Regions from separate parts of the Mus musculus genome. Here regions 2 and 3 are each linked to region 1. Evidence: chromatin contacts called from public promoter capture Hi-C data. All regions are on one chromosome and are shown on one strand. The core of a region is the stretch at or near the end of the contact, and the rest is flanking DNA. Distances in the headings are between cores, read along the strand shown.

Region 1 (4,094 bases), core at 799-3,298:
CCTGAGTGTCCCCCACCCCCGCATACAGTGCTCTAGGCAAAGGTCATGTAGGGTGGACTGGAAATGAAGTGACAAAAAGAAAAAATATCCTCACAATAAACACCCAAGGGTGATAAAGAGTCAAGGGAGTTGGACTGGGTGCAAAAGGTCTTTCTGTACTTCAAAATACTTGTGGGAGGGCTATGAGGAAGTACCAAGAACTGTAATTGTTAACAATGTGGCAAGGCCGCCTCCACACAAGGCAGCAGTGAGTGTCTAGTAATCTCCACAGGTCCCCTGCTAACCCTGTCCTTGCACGTGGATTTCACGCCACTTTGTCTGGTCCCATCTCCTCTTCCGCCCCCAAAAGTCACCTATAAAACCGGCTGAGCGGCCAATTAGCCTAGTAGTCCAGCTCCCTAAGTCTAGTAGAATTTGAGTATGGAGCTCACATTTTTATGGATCAGGAATAGTGAGTTGAAAATTATATCTATATATCCACATACACATATATATGTATAATTATATGTAATTCCCCCCACCCGTAGTCTTCCTGATAAAGAGAATCTTTAAACCATACTCGAAGGAAAAAAGAAAGCAAGCAAAATTGCCAAGCTATCCATTCTCGCTGGGATCAAGTGGCCTAGTTGGGTCTTTTGGGGAGGAAGTGTGAGGAGTGTTGGAAAGGACGTGAGGAAACCAGAGATCTGGGAACAAGTGGCCCTTTACTGGGGTGGGTTGTGTTGGAGAGCTCTGAAGGGTGCTGCTAGCCTGCAGGGCTGCCAGGGCTGCGCAGGGGGCGGGGAGCCGGACGATCGGCCCGCTGAAGCCCCGGAATTCCCACGGCGGGGCTCCAGTGGACACTGTCGCCGGCCTCTCGGCGACCTCCTCGGTGGCGCCGTGGGCCCTCAGCCAGTCCGCGCAGGGCGGAAGCGCGTCCCAACGGCTGAGTAAGAGAGGCGCGGGCACGCCAGCTTGTTTACCCCACTCGGCGGCGCGCCCCTGCGGGCGCCCCGTTCACAGGAGGCGTCCGAGCCGCGGAAGCGGGGAGTCCGGCGGCGGCGATTGGTCGGCGACACGGGGAGGAGGCTGGCGGGTGGGAGGGCTGCGTGGCGCGCGCCGCAATGGCAGCCCGCCGCCGCTAGATGCCGCTGCCTCCCAACAGGAGCTGGGCCGCGGGTTCGCGGCCGACAGATGGCGCCTGCGCGTTCCATTCGCCTCCAAGTCGCCGAAGAGCGAACACCCCAAACAATCCCGAAGCGCCACCAAAAAAAAAAAAAAAAAAAAAAAAAAAAAGAAAGAAAAAAAAAAAAAAGAAAAGAAAAAAAAAAGAAAGGAAAAAAAATACAGAAAAAAGGGAAAAAAACAAAACAAAACAAAAAAAGCACCCCGCCGGATCCGACCGCCACTTTCAAACCCCCCCACGGCTCTAGACCCGCGGGAGCTTCCGTCCCTCAGTAGAACTCAAGGGTGGAAAGAAGAGGAAGGGGGAAAAATCTTGTACCAGCCCAGGGGTGAAGAAGCCCCCGGCCTGAGAAAGAAGGAAGGAGTGGGGGAGGCCAACAGTCTCCTTGCTGCCTCTGTAGACGCTGAGGGGGGAGGTAAGTTATAAAATGGCGGAGGCGAAGCTTCTAGAAGTTTGGAGGGGCACCCGGAGGGCGCGCGGCCCACCGTGAGGTGTGTGTGCTTGCGATCGGGCGAAGAGAGCGTGCGGCCGGCCGGGAGGGAGCCGAGAAGGCCGGGCGCTCCGGGGCCGGGCCGCGGCCTCGTAGGGGGCCCCGCGCGGGGCAGCGAGCGAGCGAGTGGCCGTGTCCGGGCGGGGAGCGAGCCAGCGTCGCCCCGGCCCCGCGTCACCCCCTGCCTGTCCTCTCCGTCCCCAAGTCGCTACCCCAACACTTCCAAGGAACTTGCAGTCGCCCCCTGCGTCCCCTCCCCGCCTCCTTCCTCCCGGAGCCGCTTTTTTAGCGCAAGACGCTCCCTTCTCACTCCCCTCGCTGGAAGGTTGTCCCTTCGCCTCCCTCGCCCAAGTCTCCCCCGGGGACCTCGGCGGAGGGGGCTCCCCCCCCCACGGGTGGCCCAAAATGGAGAACGCGCAGCGGCGCAAGATGGAGGCTCGGCGCCTCCGCGTAGCCTGCTCGCTCGCTTCCTCTCCTCCCGGGGCCTCTTAAGCAGCCCGTGGAGGGGGACGAGAGCCCCCCAGACTGGAGGTGGGGTGGGGGTGCCATCCCTGGCCGGGATTCGGGGGGGGGACGGGTGGAGAAGAAAGGGGCAAACCCGGGGAGGCCACGGCCCGGTGGCGTGTGGTGGCGGGGAGGGGGGGTGGTGGTGGTGGCGGTGGGAGAGCGCGCCGTGGTGGTGCGGGGAAGGAAGCGAGCAAGATGGTGGTGCTGGGAACCCGGGGGGAGGGGAGGCCGAGCAGGCTCGTTTGTGTCTATTTGGGCCTCGGACCGAGGGAGGCGAGGGAAAATCTACTCTGCTCACACCCCTCCCTCGTCCCCCCTCCCCTCTCCCTTCCCCTCCTTGCCTCCCTCCCTCCCCTCCCCTCCCCTCCCCTCCCCTCCCCTCCCTCCCCTCCCTCTCTCCCTCCCTCCCTCCCTCTCTTCCTCCCTTCCTAGAGAGGGAACAACATTCATGTGACGGGCCCCTCGGCTTCTCTCCCCCGCCCCATCATCTCCAGCGCGTGGTGGGGGAACTGCTTGGGCAAAGCGGTTGGCATCGATCTCTCCATCCTTCCCGAGGCCCCGACTTCGGTCAGTTTTCTTAGGGCACCAATTTTCGAAATCGTTTGGGGTCCGGCGGCGTCGGTCCCCAGCGCGTAGAGCTTGCCCCGAAGGGGGCCCTGCCTGCCTGGCATGGGCGGAGGGGGGGGAAGGGCGGGAGTGGAAGGCTGTTTGTTGGGGGGTTTTGGCGCCACTTTTGTTTTAGTTTTAGTGCTGCTTTTTCGTTCCCACCCCCACCCGCACTGTCTTTCTCAAGGCACGAACTGAGCTGATCCTTGCCCCAGGTAGGCAGCCTCTGTTTTCCCTCCACACTTTTATTCTTGCTTGAGGGCGACTTTCTCTTTTCTTCTCTCACGTATCCGGAGATCTGCGGACTACAATTTTAGGAGAAAAAGGGTCGGCTGGGCCATGGGAGAGAGAAGGTGTGGGAAACAGCATCAAGTAGTTCCGCAAAACTTTGAGCCCCGTTCCCATTTTCTTCTGGCCTAGAATTGTAAACGTATTGTTGATTTCGGCCTTTTTTTCCCTTTCCCTCCCGCCGCGACAATGTCTTGTTTTGCCTTTAGTTTTGATTTTTTTTATTATTTTTTTGATAAACCGCTGTACTTTCGGCATTTAGTTTCTTCTCCTTGGTGTTATATGTCATTTTATTTTTAATCCTCAACGGTAATGGGTTCTCGTGTGATTTTTTTTTTTCGGGCTTTGGTGCTCGACTTGAATTTTTAATATTGCATTAGTAGTTTCATCCGGTCTGGGAGACTTTCTTCTCCGTGGCCTAGGATGTTTTTTTATGTTGTTGCCTACTCCCTCCCTCTCCCTCCTCCTTTCTTCTGTATGTAGTTTTTAAATTGAGGGTCGTGGTTTTTGATTTAATGATTATTTCCAGCTTCTATGCTATGTCTATCAGAAACTTTTGATCTGTGGGGTTAGGTTTAAGTAAAGGAGACGCTTGTGTTGGTTTGCAATGGTTCCTTAAAATGCGCGGGCCGCCTCCTCCTCGACCCTGGTAAAACCCCATCTTCCCTTCACATTGGAGTGTAAATTCCGTACCCCCTTTCTCCCACGGACCGCCGTATTTCACAGCAGCCACACCCTGTATATATGTCTCTGTGGATTGGACTCATTATCAGCTTAATTTAGTGACTTAAACCACCATGATGGGACTTGCTTAAGCACGAAGCTTCTTTTCCTGTTTGGTCCTGGTGGCTAGTGTCGAAAGAGGAATAATCGAGGTTTCTTAATGAAACCTAGTGCGGTCCAAGCATTGCCTTTTTTTCTGTTGTCTTTTTTCCTACTCCGGGCTGTTGGCGGTGTCAGCACCGCTGCTGGGGGCGGGGGGTGGAGGGGAGAAAGAGTCGGGTTACCGAAGTGCGTCATTCCTGGCTCTAGCAGGGC
Region 2 (4,094 bases), core at 944-3,443, 6.2 Mb after region 1:
CATAAGGGCATTGTAAACACTCTGATGCTATACAAAGGCAAGGCATTTTTATTATGGTTATGTTGTGGTGCGAGCCTCAAATAAAATAATCATTGTTATCTCCATACTTTAAAGGTTTCTCACAGCTATCCCCACACTGATCCTTGATTTCCCATCATCTCCTGTAGGACAGGAAGTCTGGTCCCCAACAGGAAAGGGCTCAAAAAAGCTCCAGCTTCACCCAGGAAGCAACCAAGCAACCGTCTTCTCCCCAACCTTTATTTTGCAGTCAAATGGTAAGAGACAGACTAGTGAAAATTGATGTGTTTAACATCCATTTCAGCCTCAAAATGGGGAGCAGAGTAACCCTAAGGTCCTAAGTAAGGCCTTAAGATTAGTGGCGATTTAGTAATTACCAGAATAATTAAAATCAGCGAAGACAGACAACTTAAAGCAGGATAGGCAAGAGCAAGGCACATGGAGGTGATTTCCCTGTTAAGTGATGCATATTGAGTTCATATGTTGATGAACTCAAACATATTTCTGAATCCTCATTTTTGCTTGGTGCAAAACAGTTTTTAAATGTGGGTGTGGGTGTGTGGGTGTGTGCACTGGAGGGCAGGTGTGGCCAAGTAAAATAACTAGTGAAGAGATTCCCAAAGGGGGAAAATTGGGTGGCCCTACTATATATACATTGCTCGAATTAGTGGTGAGGGTGGTGAGGACAGGCAATTGGGGTACTAACAGCAGATCTCAGACAATAGCAAGACCACCAGAGCCTTAGCTGCTCTCATATACATCTCTCAGACCAGGTGAGGGGAACAGCAGGCAAGTCTCAACTGCCATCCATGAAGACTTCACAAAGAAGAAAACAAAAACAAAACACCCCCTAGCTCAGAGATGGAACTTCTGGGCCTAGAGGGGTGGGAATGGGGGGTGGGGGTAGGGAGAAGAGAAAGTCATTAATTCAGCAGGGTTTCCTTCTAGTTCAAATGACCTCTCTGGCTTCCTTAGCATAGATAAATATATACTAAATAATATCAATATGTCTGGACATAGAGATTATTTTCCCAAGTTCCTGTTATTTCACATCCTGTTTCGAATCCTTTAGGAACTGTTGACTATGTTTCCTGATACCCTCTGGGTAGAGACAATACCTTGGAAGTCCTCACCATCAGATCAGGGTTGGAGCTGCTAAGAAACAACCTAAGACTGAAAGTCATGTCAAGCAGCAGCTTTCCCTCCTCAAAGCCTCTCTCCTTGGAGTTAATGTAAGTCAGCAGAGTTCGAATGTGGTCCACAAGCCTATAAGCCCTTCAAGTCTCAGGGATGGCCGGCGATATAAACACAGGAAGGATTTATACTCCCTTGGCCTGGCAGGCGGTCGTTAGGGTAAAGGGGAAGGGTCAGGGGACTCAGATTGGTGTCTCAAGAGCCCAGAGGGAAAGCAGGCAGAAACCAAGCCCTAGGTCCTTCTAGGCAGATTTCCCTCTGCAAAGTCTTGCAAGCTTTCCTCTTTATAGACCTTTCGTCCCTTCCTCCCTCGGGTCTCCCCGCCAAACCAGATGCCTCCACACCCTAGCAAGTGATATCCACTGAGGGTGACCCAAGGTTTTTGCAGCCTGGGAGGTTGCCACGAAGAGTGGGCCGAGCGGACTCGGGAGGCGAGGCGAGGCGGCGAGGACCGGGCATTTTTTCTTGCCCTAGCACCTGTCCCACTTCGGCGCCCGGGCTAGGACTGCGCCTGAGCGCGGCCTCAGTGCTGGAGCGCCAGAACCACGCGCGGAGGTCGCCAAGGGTGGGGAAGTGGGGGGCCCGGAGGAAGGGCGGGGTGTCTGGCGGGGGCGTTCCCCTCGGGCGAGACCCCCGCCCTCCTACATAGACCGAGTCAAAAAAAGAAAAAAAAGAAAAGAAAGAAAGAAAGAAAAGAAAAGAAAAAAAACCAACAACAAAACGGGGAGAGCGTGTTACACATCAACCAGGAGCGAAAACGATCGCTCTCCGACCCCGAACGGCGTTGCGGCACCCCCCCCCCCTTCCTGGAGCGGAGGACTGGCTGGGGAAAGGTGGCTCCGTTCTTCCCCGTGGCCAGTGCGGGGTCTGCGGCTGCCCAGCGAGGTTCCGGCTTCCCTGGGGCTGGTAGGGGGGAGCCCCGAGAAGTGCAGGCCCGCCCCCTTCTTCCTCCTCCTTCCCCTCCTCCCCCACGTGTCCTCCGGGAGCCCAGCGGCCTGATCCCAGCACCCCCCCTCCCGCCACCTCCCTCCTACTCCCGCTTCGCCCGCTTCCCGGGCGGTGTGGAGAAGAGCAAAGTTGCGACAGCAGCCGGGGGGCTCTGCCCAGGTGAAGGGGGCGCTGTGACGGGGGCGGGAACGGCGTGGCCCTGCGGCGGGGGCGGGGGGGGGGAGGATAAAGAAACTTGCTTTTCGCAGCCCCCACCCTGCGCGGGTTCGGATCTTGCGTGATCCGAGCCCTCGTGGAGACGCTGCACCGCCGCCAGGACCGAGGCCGGCACCCCGAGCCGGACTCAGATAGGGACCGCGCGTTCCGGCGGGCTGCCGAGGGCAGGCAGGCCGGCACCCGGGCAAGGGCGGGGTGGGTGACCGTGCACCGGACCGAACCGCGGACTCTGGCGGCGTGGGCGCGGGACGAACCGGGACCGGGCCGAGTTGGGTGGCGAAGTAGGACGTGGATTCGGGGGGCGGGGCGCAGCGGGAGGGGGGAGAGCAGGCCCGGCCCGGCTGGCCTGGGCGTGGGGGTGGGGGGCGAGTTCGGGGCACTTGCTGGGCTCTGGACCGAGCGCTAGGGCGGGGCGGCGCTAGGGGCTGGGCCCGACCGGGAGGAGAGGGCGAGGGGAGGGAGAGCAGGGGGTGGAGTAGGGGCGTGGAGTTGCAAGCGGGGTCTGGCCTCGGCCGGGGGCGAAGGTAGATCTGCGGGGCCGAAAGCGGAGGGAGGGAGGCCCGAGGCAGCGCGGCGGCAGCGGCGGCGGCGGCGGCGGCGGCGGCGGCGGCGGTGGCGGCGAAGGCCAGCTTCCGCGGAGTTTGTGCCCGGGCTTCCCAGCTGGGCTCCGGTCGCCTCCCGCGCACAAATGGGGTTAGGGGACTGACTGGTAAGCAACTCCCGGTGTTGGACGGGCTTCCCAGGCGATTCCCGGAAAACCGAGGGAAGACGCCGTCTGCAATATGCCGCACCCCACCACTCCACCTCTTAGCATCTGGATTCTGCTCTTCGGGGTCGGTGGACCCTTCCCCACCACAATCCTTCCAATCTTCCAGCACCCCTTCCGTCTCCCTCTTATCCTTGGCCATCTAAATCTCCTAGTGGTATGCTTTGGAGGGGTGGAAGGCGTCGAGGGCTGCACTTTCCCTCCCTTGGGGGCAGCCTAGTTTGTGTCTTATTCCTGCCAGGTAATGTTGCTTGGCATGGTGTGGACCTGGGGTTTAGATAATTTAAGCCCCGGATCCAAGCTTTTTTGATGGCTTTTAAGGAAAGGGACGGATCCCTGGATTTTCATGACCAGAATGGGGTTTGAGGACTGGAGTTACTCTCAGCTCACTTCCAGTACCAACCTCTTTACTATGAACCATTTCTGTGGGGGCTCGAACGTGGAGGGTGGGATACGGGAGCATTAATGTGCTTTGCTTCTCTGTGTTTCCACAGGGTCAGCGTGGTGAAGGACAGCTAGTGTCAGAGGGAAAGTAGACACTAGTCCAACTACGGCCGCCCCCACTAATACTTCGGTAAGGGGGACACGACTAAGGGGATGCTGGTGGGTTGGGGCCCAGTATAAGAGTAGAGGTGGGTAGTCGCCCCCAGGACTCTTTCCTGGCGGGGAGAGAAAGGCGAGCCCCTACTTCGGGGAGGGTTCCGGGGAAGGAGATGGAGGGTGGCGACTGGGGGGGGTGCGGGAAGAATGGAAGAGTCACACCCTGCTTGCAAGGGGAGCCTCCCTTAGGCTCCTGGGAAAAGGGGACTGAATACGTGTGCTCTGTGGTACCAGGGCAGGGGAGATCTGGGGATGGTTCAAAGAGTGATTTGCACACTGGTTCTGGCACTAGTGGCCTGAGAAAGTCAGGTTGGGGCATAAGGTGGAGAATGTTGGAAGGAAGGCAGACAAC
Region 3 (4,094 bases), core at 510-3,009, 5.3 Mb before region 1:
TTGAAGACTGAAGCTGTAGTAGTTCCCATGGTAAAGGATGCGCTTGTCTCTGGGAGGTGAGATTGCCTGATACAGTGTTTCTCCTCCACAGTAGCAAAAGAGCCCTGCAGCTACTTTCTTGCTCTCTAGGGAGAAGATTCTGAATGCCCAGCTCTAATGGTGTCGCTTCCTGCCTCCACTACCTTCCAAGGATTCCATTAGCTTGGCATTCAAAACTCTCCCAGATTTAACTCAAACCTGCCTTTCTCATAATTTCCAGCATCCTTGTCTGCCCACTAAGTGACTTTTGGGTTGATCTTTGAAAATGCTTCTTTGAAACTGTTCTTGCTTTTGCAGGTCCCTATACTCCCTGGGAGGCTTGCCTGAGACTTGCAGCTTTTCCTGTGCGCCCTGCCTCTCCTTGCCGCCTCCGGTCCTTCCAATACTCTCCAGCTGGATAAGCTCATACCTCAGACTCTTCTAAACTAGCTGCTTGGCTTGCTGAATTACCAAGGGGAAATGTGGTTCCAGAGACAAATTGTGAGTACCCATAGAGATTGTAAAAAGTCTATTTTCCCTGGGAGAAGCTCTCATTTCTTTTTTTTCTTTCTTTCTTTCTTTTCTTTTCTTTCTTTTTTTTTTTTTCCGACACAGGGTTTCTCTGTGTAGCCCTGGCTGTCCTGGAACTCACTTTGTAGACCAGGCTGGCCTCGAACTCAGAAATCCGCCTGCCTCTGCCTCCCGAGTGCTGGGATTAAAGGCGTGCGCCACCACGGCGAAGCTCTCATTTCTGCCACTGCCCCCCAACATCATTTCATTCAGTCCTAGGGTTAAAAGTTGGGTTTGAATTGTGCACCCTCATCTCAAAGAAGATGGACCCAAAGTCCATTTTCATACTCAAGAGCTATTTATTTATTTATTTATTTATTTATATTACTTTCCCCATGACTTTAAGCAGTTACCCCAGCCTCTCGTGTCTACAGGACTGTGACCCTAACATCCTTGCCTTTGGAGAACTGCTTTGCCTGTGCCAAGTCTTTCCTCCACTCTTTTCTTTCAACTAATCTTCTCGCCTCTTTCCCCGACCCTAAACAGTAGTTGGCAGTTTAATAATTCATTCTTTGTCAAAACAGAAGAAAGGTTAAAGACATATTCCTGGCAGGCTGAGGTGACCTCCAAGTCCAGCCTCTGGGATTCACAGTGAGTCTGAGTTAGCCTGTGTTACATTAGATACTACAAGAGACCAACCCTACAATCAATCAGCCAATCAATCAATCAACAAATAAGTGGAGGAAGAAGGGGGAACCAATAACAAAACAAGAAGTAATTAAAAGACTGGCATGGTGGTGCACTCTTGTAATCCCAGCATTTGGGAGGTGAAAGCAGGAGAGTCAGGAGTTCAAAATCATGCTCAACGACACAGTGAGTTCGAGGTTCTCTGGCCTATAGGAGACTCTGTCTCAACAGAGGGGGAAAAAAGATAGAAAAAGAGCCCCTCCTTCCCGAAAAAAAGTAAGTACCTATAAAAAGAAAACTTCGCAGGGGTTCCTCTTCAAGTCAGCAAGTGGGGCCCGCGCTGCTCCCTGTTAAATCACCGGGACTTGAAGGTTTCCTTTGCTTCCCGCCTAGCCTTTTCCCCCAGGGAACTTGGCCACCTCCTCCCTTAGGTCCAGGGCCAGGGCTCTCAGGTGGGACGTGATTGACAGGTCAACTTTGGCTCTCCCCGCCCCGTGGCCGCCTTGGTACGGTCCGCCGGGCGTAAGGCGTTCCCCGCACCCCCCCGCGCGTTCTCCCCAGGTTGGTTCGGCCCCCGTCTACTCTGGGGTGGTGCTTAGCCGGCGCCAGACCGACCCTCGGCTCCGGAGCGGCAGTGCCGTCCCTCTCGGCGCCTCCTCGGCTTCTCCGGCTTCCTCGGCTTCCTCGGGGACCGCGGACCCTGGTATATGCCCGACTGCTGAGCCCGCTAAAGCCATGTCGACCCCGGCCCGGCGCCGCCTCATGAGGGACTTCAAGAGGTAACCCGCGTCCGCGAGGGCCAGGCGCTCGAGGGGGCGGCCTGCCTGCCCGCCTGCCTGCCTGCCTGCCGGGGGGCACAGGGCGGAGCCCGAAGCGGAGCGGCTCCGGGTGTGATGGGGAGGGGGATCCCGGCGGCGAATCGCGGGGCTGAGGGCAGCCGCTGTGTGTCTGTTTCTGAAGGTTACAGGAAGATCCTCCGGCCGGAGTGAGCGGGGCTCCGTCGGAGAACAACATAATGGTTTGGAATGCGGTCATTTTTGGGTGAGTCTGCGGGCCGGCTCTCGCCGGCGACCGGGGCAGGGAGGACCGGGGCCGGCCCCTAGACGAGCCGCGCATGGGGGGAAAGGGGAAGAGAGTTGGGGTTGCTTGGGCCTAGGCGCCTCCCCGGAGCCTCTGCCTCGATTAGCTGCCTTCTCTCTGCTAGGGGAACTCTTTGGGGTTCTTGGTGGCGAGGGGCAGCGGAGGCTGCGGCGGCCTGCGCCGCCTTTTCCTAACCCGGGACAGCGGTGCGGGACGGACCAGGCGGCAGGGATGGGAAACCTTGACAGAGCCGCCGCCTCTGAGGCTGCGGGGAGGCGGGGACCCTCTGAGCCGGCACTAACGGGCTCTTGTTTTTGTTTTTATTCTGTGTTGCAGGCCCGAAGGGACCCCGTTTGAGGATGGTAAGAGAGTTTCTTAGCCCACCTTTCAGGAGCCTACTCTTCAGGGGAAAGGGGGTCCCGGGTATCAGCAAGCGCCCCCCACTTAAAGAAGCGGCTTTGCCCCTGCCACCTCTGACCACCAAAGGCTCAAGTGAAATTCAGTGTGTGGCGGATTGTTCTGGCTAGACCTAGGCTTAATCAAAACTTCACTTTTTCCGTTCGTTTGTGTCGTCTCCCCCCCCCCCCGTTTAATCCATCCTGGGTGAAAGTAGTCACTTTTTAAAAGAAGTGCCACAGCGCTGGTATTCAGGGTTGTGGAGGTTTGAGCAGCCTTCTTGCTAACTTTAGCCCCCACAGAGATAATGCAGCAGGAAACCAGTTCACCAGCAACCATCTGGTCCACAAAGCGTTCCATCCCCAGGGCAAGAAGTGTGTTCAGCAGTGCTTAGTGTGTGGCTTGTTTAGTGCTGAATGGATGCAAGCTTCTCTGACATACAGTTGCCTGCCTGGCTTGAGCAATGTCACTAAGGTCACGAGCCTCACTTCTTTAGAGATGCTCTTCCATGTCTAATTTCAGTATAATGTTGTTCCTTGAGTTTTCAATTCATTTACAGTGTGTGTTTCCGGTTAGATCCTCTGACTGATAATCTCAAAGCAGTTTCAGAATTGAGATTTGCCTCACAGTAGCCCCCGTTTGGCCGGTATCCAGTCTACTTGAATGTTGAGTTTATATCAAGAGGTGCATAACAAACGATTTAGGCTTTAACTTTTTTTTGTTGTTGTTGTTTTTTGTTTTTTTCGAGACAGGGTTTCTCTGTACAGCCCTGGCTGTCCTGGAACTCACTCTGTAGACCAGGCTGGCCTCGAACTCAGAAATCTACCTGCCTCTGCCTCCTGAGTGCTGGGATTAAAGGCGTGTGCCACCGCTGCCCGGCTAGTCTCTGGTTCTTGATCATCTAACTAGTATCAGATATGCTTTCCATCTTGTGGGGTGGGCTTTAAGTCAAATCAAACATTGGTTGGTTATGCCACCATTGCACTAGCATTTTTTTTTCAGGCATAACAGTATTGTAGGTAATATGGAGAGGTTGCTGTTTGCCTTTCTCCTTTGGTAGCTGGGATCAAAGGCGTGCGCCACCACACCCGGCTAGGCTTTAACTTTTAAACACATAATAACTGCTCTTCAAAACTTGATATATTTATTGAATGCTGCCTTGCTGTCCTATGCCTTTCATTCTTGCACTTAGATGGCAGAGTGGGCAGGCAAGACTCCATGAGTTTGAGACTAGTCTAGTCTACTGTAATTTCAGGCCAGTCAGAGTTATCCTTGTCTTAAAAATAAAACAACAAGGAAAAGCCTTCCCCACTCTAATTTGACATAATTACAGATTCCTGTGCAGTTGAAATAAATACTATTAATGAGTCCCTGTAAACTCTTACCCAAGTCCCATTACCTTT

Evidence for each region. Promoter capture Hi-C pulls out the DNA fragments that hold promoters and counts their contacts.
Region 2: a promoter capture Hi-C map of cranial neural crest shows a contact between it and region 1. The contact joins the promoter of Bcorl1 here to the promoter of Stag2 in region 1.
Region 3: a promoter capture Hi-C map of cranial neural crest shows a contact between it and region 1. The contact joins the promoter of Ube2a here to the promoter of Stag2 in region 1. A contact is called at or near these places in 1 of 39 promoter capture datasets (cranial neural crest) and 1 of 484 Hi-C or Micro-C datasets (B cells).

The regions. Positions count from the first base shown.
Region 1 is chrX:42,148,106-42,152,199 of GRCm38.p6, forward strand. It overlaps Stag2 (stromal antigen 2), which reads left to right and starts at 2,049. Exons shown (of 34, transcript NM_001290713.2): 1 at 2,049-2,186.
Region 2 is chrX:48,339,165-48,343,258 of GRCm38.p6, forward strand. It overlaps Bcorl1 (BCL6 co-repressor-like 1), which reads left to right and starts at 2,194. Exons shown (of 15, transcript NM_178782.4): 1 at 2,194-2,319; 2 at 3,637-3,716.
Region 3 is chrX:36,872,536-36,876,629 of GRCm38.p6, forward strand. Ube2a (ubiquitin-conjugating enzyme E2A) reads left to right here and starts at 1,760. Exons shown (of 6, transcript NM_019668.4): 1 at 1,760-1,994; 2 at 2,176-2,256; 3 at 2,632-2,657. The coding sequence starts at 1,951.